2 separate regions of the Sus scrofa genome follow, and region 2 is linked to region 1. A link is a contact called in public promoter capture Hi-C data. All regions are on one chromosome and are shown on one strand. The core of a region is the stretch at or near the end of the contact, and the rest is flanking DNA. Distances in the headings are between cores, read along the strand shown.

The links. Promoter capture Hi-C pulls out the DNA fragments that hold promoters and counts their contacts.
Region 2: a contact with region 1 is called in a promoter capture Hi-C map of liver, with 6 times the contacts expected there. The contact joins the promoter of USP1 here to the promoter of ALG6 in region 1. A contact is called at or near these places in 2 of 5 promoter capture datasets (fetal liver and liver), 1 of 47 Hi-C or Micro-C datasets (heart right ventricle) and 2 of 2 datasets of contacts at active chromatin or transcription factors (alveolar macrophages and skeletal muscle).

Annotation. Positions count from the first base shown.
Region 1 is chr6:149,111,322-149,114,209 of Sscrofa11.1, reverse strand. ALG6 (dolichyl pyrophosphate Man9GlcNAc2 alpha-1,3-glucosyltransferase) reads left to right here and starts at 1,504. Exons shown (of 18, transcript XR_002345161.1): 1 at 1,504-1,638.
Region 2 is chr6:149,984,555-149,987,442 of Sscrofa11.1, reverse strand. USP1 (ubiquitin carboxyl-terminal hydrolase 1) reads left to right here and starts at 1,497. Exons shown (of 9, transcript XM_021096553.1): 1 at 1,497-2,289.

The DNA.
Region 1 (2,888 bases), core at 255-2,754:
CTCTTCCTTTCCAGTCCCACTATTGCCATCTCAGTCCAGGCCCATGCATGGACTACCATAATGATTTCTGCCTCTCCCTCTGATTTATCTTATCCATTACCACTATTTAAATTTTCTAACACTTTACTGTACACTTGCTAAAAGTCATTATGCACTAAGTCATTCAATGGCCTCTTAGTGATCACTGAATAAATTCTGAACACCACAACCTGGTATTCCAAACTCTCCACAATTAGTCCTTTCCAGCTTCTTCACCCACCATCTAAACTAGAGGAAATGTTTAGCACTTTCCAACTGCCACAACTCTGGCTTGAAACACTTCCTTTGTCTGCAGTCCTACTCCCATTTTCCTGGCTTATGTAAGCCAGGCTTTCCTTCAAAGCTCATGTGATTTCTCCAGGGAAAGCATTTCCTGATAGTTTTTGGTTTACAGTGAACCCTCTTCTTTGAACTCCTACAGGACTTAGTGCATATACCAGTAATCTGACGTTCAGCATCTGTTTCGTTCTATCCTTTTCTCCATGAAAATGTCTTTCCAATGAGAATGAAATCTGTTGAGAACAGGGGCTTGGCCATAGTTTTCCATATTTCCAGGGCCAGCGTAGTATAAAATTTTAGATTTGGAAGTTTACCTAGCCCACTCATTCATTTCACAGATGAAGAAACCAAGATCCAGAGAGTTGTTCAGATCCACTTAGAATAAAGCCATAGTCATGGCCAAACATTTGCTGATATCTATGAATTATAAATTAGAGGGATTGATTTATACAGGATTCAGAAGGGGGAGGGGAGGTTAGGGCATTCTCTCACTAGAAGGGAATGTGGTGTTTTTGTTTGTTTTGTTTTGTTTTTGGCCGCACTCGTGGCATGTAGAAGTTCCCAGGCCAGGGATCAAACCTGTGCAGCAGTTAGGACCTGCGCCATAGCTGTGGAAACGCCAGATCCTTAACCCGCTGTTCCACATGGGAACTTCCGGGAATGCGGTTATTACCTGCAAGTTTGGGGACAGGTGATTCAAGCTGCCTGATGCAGAACGTGTGATGCACTGGAGAGCAGGCAGGGCTGTTCTTCTGCATCACTTACAGGCTCCGGAGAATGCTTGGACGTTCAATACCATTTCTCTTATGAAGCGACTTCTCAGCTTAATACCTTCTTCGCAGGCATGTAGCTTGAAGATAGTGAAGCAGGTTGGCTTTCTGGCACCTCGAGGGCACTGGCCCAGAGGACGATCTCCCACTCATTGGTGCGGACTAGCCAAGGGCTGTCCACTCTATGAAGCGAGCCAAGACGCGCCCCTGACAGGAATCCGTGGACTAAGCAGCCGCTCCGGCCTTGGCCGCGATCCCAGGAAAGAAGAGCAAGGGGCTTTCCACCTGCCCCAAGCCTCACCCGGGCCGCCAGGCCTCTCGGGTTCCAGCCGCTGCAGTACCGCCTCCGAAGCTGCCTACTTCCTCACCACGCCTTTTCCCCGCCCCTCCCCTCACGCTCGACGGGCTCGCTCCCGCGGCGGGCGCGCGGGCGGCGCGCGAGCACGCGGACGCAGAAGGAAGGCCAACAGGGCACTCCGCCGCGGGGGCGAGCGCGCAGGCGCCTTCCCACCCGCTGCGGCGCGAATTCCCAGGTTCAGCGCTCTGCAGGGTAAGAGGTCGGTTCTTGGGGCTCTGGAGCGCCGGGTCGAGGTTCGGAGGGTCTGGGGGCTGGCCAGCGGATTATTGGCCCCATTCCACTCAGAGAACGGCGCGCTAGGCCTCCCCAGCCCAGCCCGCAGGCTCGCATGGGGGTCAGGTGAGGGACGTGGTGACGGTGGTGCGACCCTGGACTGGAGCGGCTTGGCAGCCTCGTTCCTAGGGTCCCTGAGGGTGGGGCCCGCCGGGGAAGGGGAGAGCGCCATCCGGAAGGGTCCCTTTGGCGACACCTGCTCCCCTGGAGTAGCTGCACTCCCTGGGTGTGGTGTCCACCCTGAGGGAAGGACCTTTCAGACTAAAAGGAACAAATTCGGCCCTGGGAGGTGGACGGCCGACTTTTCTGTCTGGACTCCCCCTCGGGGCAAAGTAGGACTGAAAACTCTTCTGTCGCCTGCGTGGCAATTCCGTGGTTCGAGAATGGGTTAGGAAGTTTAAAAAAAAAAGTATTTTGCTTTACATAAGGGAAACGTAATAAAGTACCCTTTTTACGGTTCAAGGATAGGAGATTGCCTAAAAGCCTCAATAGTATCTTTAACCACAAAGGACTCACGAAGATTTCCATTCAGCATGTATTTTTGGGTACCTGCTTTCTGCCAACTTTGTTCTAAGCCCCTGCAACGACTAAGATAGGAGGATCCCTGCTTACCTGGAGCTTATATTCCAGTTGACAAATAAATGTAATTTCCTTTATACTTTTCCTTTTGGAATTTAACATATATACAAGAAGATACAGTATACAAGAAGATACAGTACACAAATCATAAGTTCTAAATAGTCGATGTATTATTGAGTAAACACATCTTTTAACCACCGTTCAAATCAGGAGCCAAAATTCACGCATCTTCTCCGAAGACCTTTCTGGAGAACACTCCCAATCATCATCCCGTATCTTCCCCAAAGTTTATCTCTTTCTTGATTTCTAACACCATAGATTAGTTTTGTCTATTTATGAGCCTTTTGTAAATGGAACCATATAATATGTTCTTTAGTGTCTAGCTGGTTGTTGGTTTTTGTTTTGGTTTTTTTTCTTTGGCTTTTTAGGGCATATGGAAGTTTCCAGGCTAGGGGTCCAATTGGAGCTGCAGCTTCCAGCCTACACCACAGCCACAGCCACTCAGGATCCTAGTGGTGTCTGTGGCCTACCCCAGGGCAATGCCAGATCCTTAACCCATTGAGCTAGGCCAGGCAGGGATCAAACCCACA
Region 2 (2,888 bases), core at 248-2,747, 870 kb before region 1:
AGGACCAACCTCTATTCAGTTGCTTTGGTTTAAAAAAAAAAAAAATTCCTTTTTCTTTTTTTGTCTTTTTCTTATCCATCAGCAGATCCTATTGGCTTCTATCAGTTCTCAACATTTCCACTGCTACTACCTTATCCCAAGCCCCCATAATTTTTTCCCTGGGCAGCAGAAATAGCCTCCTAGGTGACCTTCCAGCTTGCAGTTTTGAAGGTCAGCAGTCTGTCCACCACGAGCAGTCACTTAACCGATCACGCCACTCCCCAGCTTCAAACCGTCAAGTGATTCCCGTCTCCTTACCTAACCAGAGCCCTGCCCAGTGTCGCCGATCTCACGTCCCACAATCTTCCGCACTTAAGTTCACTGCGCTCTAAGCTCCTTGGCCTCCCTGCCTTCTTTCCAGAACGCCAAGTGCCTGAAGACTTTTATAACTTACCTTTCTCCTTGCTGGGACCATTCCTCCCTCAGATTCGGCCAAGGCTGGCTGTGTCTTCATTTAGTTTTCTACTCAAATGTCTGACTGTGGTACCTAGAACAGCACCCTCCTTATTTCCTCTCCTATCACTCATATTATTTTATCTCATTTTAGCTTTGCATTTACCCTGCCTAGAAGGGAAAGCCCCTTTGGAGCAGTTAATGTTCATTCGCGCCGTATCCCTGGCGCCTGGAAAAGTGCCTGGCACATCAAGCACCTAAAAACAGGCTTAGTTAAATGAATTTGCACTGAACTTATCCTGTTTTCCACTTGCTTTGTGAGATCACCTCGCCTCCGAGGTAGGCATACAAACAGGGACGGAAGCAGAAGCTATGGAAAGGCCTGCCTTGCCGTGTTTTGAGCCCATTAGTAAGGCCTCGCGCAAGAACCCCTCGAAGCTCCCCCAGCCAGAGCCGGGCGTTAAGAATGCTCTTTAGTCTCCTCGTCGTCCGGAGACAACAAGAGACGTCGGTGGGGAGGGGAAAGGGTAAAGAGGAGAAAATAACGCGTGGAAGGGCTGAGGAAGGAGCCTCGGCTCTGCACCGTTCGGTTGAGAATTTACTATTTTTCATGGCGGCAATTATTTTACTGGATGGCCCGGGGGCTGGGGCTGCGATTCGGGCGCACAGCAGCAAGCGAGGCGGTCAGCCATTTTCCGAAACTAATCTCCCGAGTAACCCCGCCCGAGTGTGTACGCATGAAACGGAGGCGGGACTTATTGTGAGGGCCCCTCTCCGGAAACCGCACCCTCGCTGGCGTCCCACCTTCTGGGATTCACAAAACGCAGACCAAGATTTAACAGTCGGCAGCGAAAGCGCGCACTCGAGCGCCAATGAGAGCGGGAGGAGAACGGCGTCTGAAGAACACTCTCTATGGCCAACAATGATTGGCTGAAGCCCTCCTGTCTTTTTTTTGTATTGGGTGGACTGCCTTTCCCCGCCCACCCAGTTCGCTTTTGTCTAGGTACTTTTGATTGGCTCCTCTTAGGCGGCACGGGGGATTGTTCATTACGGATTGGTGGATTTGAGCACCTGGCGGCTCCTTCCCGAGCAGGGAGTCCATCCCACCTCTCTGTCCTGTTTCCCGACCCGTACGCTTTCCCCTCAACTCTCGCGCACGAATGGTTAAAAAAAAAAAAAAAAAAAAGGGTGTGAGGCTGGAGCCCGCCAGCCAGGCCTCTCGCTCCTAAGCGCGCGCCCTCAGCGAGGACCCGCGCGAGCTGCCCGTGACGCTGCCTGCGCTGTTTGAAACTGCAGAACCCGTTACGAGCTTGAGGCAACTACCGTTCCAGCTGGTTCCGGAGCCCGTGCGGGCCAAGGGGCGAGTGGCGGTCTCGAGGCGGCTCTGGCCTTTCGCGTCTCCACCGCGTGGAGACTAGAACCGGCACTTTCGCAGGACACCACTTCCAATCGCAGCGCTGGCGCGGGCGGAGGCTAAAACACGGGGGTCCTGAGACTGAGGAAAACGCGCCAAGTTCCCGTCGGTGGTGGAGTGAGGAAGACCCTAGCGGTTAGGACGCCGGGCGAGCGGAGCTGCTTCTGGCGCTCCTTGCCGTCCCGGGGCGGGGGCGGGCGCGGGCGGGCGCCGCTCCGGGGATGTAGTTGGTGCGGGCGCCGGGCAGGACCGAGCGGCAGCCCGGGTTCCCGCTCTTCAGAGCGAATGGTCACTCCCCCGCGGGGAGGGCGATCCGACCAGCTTTTCCTTGGGTCGGGGGGCCCCCGCGGGCTCGGGGCAGGGGCTCACCTGTGGCACCCACGCTCGGCCTGGTTGGACTTGTCGGCGTCACCGCCGCGGACCTCGCTTTGGGCCATGACCAGGTAAGGAGGGCCTGTGGAGGTGGGGCCGGCGCCCGAGGGGGCCGCGGGGAGGACCTCGGCTTCGTGGGTGCAGCGCCGCCGCCGAGCTCCGTGCAGCGGGCGGGGCGCCCTCCTGCCGCCGCCGGGGACTCAAGGCAGGTGCGGGCCGGGCGTAAATAGGCCAGCTCCGCGGGCGAGGGTCCCGGAGCTGCGGTCCTGCTTCAAGACGCCTCCCGCCGGGCCCGTGGCGTCCTCACGGGCACGGGCACAGACCCCATCCCGTCTTTTCGCTTTCCTTTCCGTTCCTAGAGAGTGCGGGGTAGCGCCAAGGAATGTTTTCGCTCGCGTTGTCCTGGGTCGGGATTGCTGCATTTTACCGCGCAGTTTAAACTTTTACTTCTTTTTTTTTTAACAAGTATTTAGAATGCCACGTGTCTTAAACCTTTGTTGGGAATGTTCTCCTTATGTTACGTTTTTCGTGGAAAGTTGCAATTAAGTCGTACCACCTTGTGAAGGAGGCCGCTTAAGACGAATAGGACTTAGTGTTCACACTGTCACTTGTTCAGTAACATGCAATGTTCGATTTATCGTGGGTTCTGCGAAACCGGATTTAGATTACG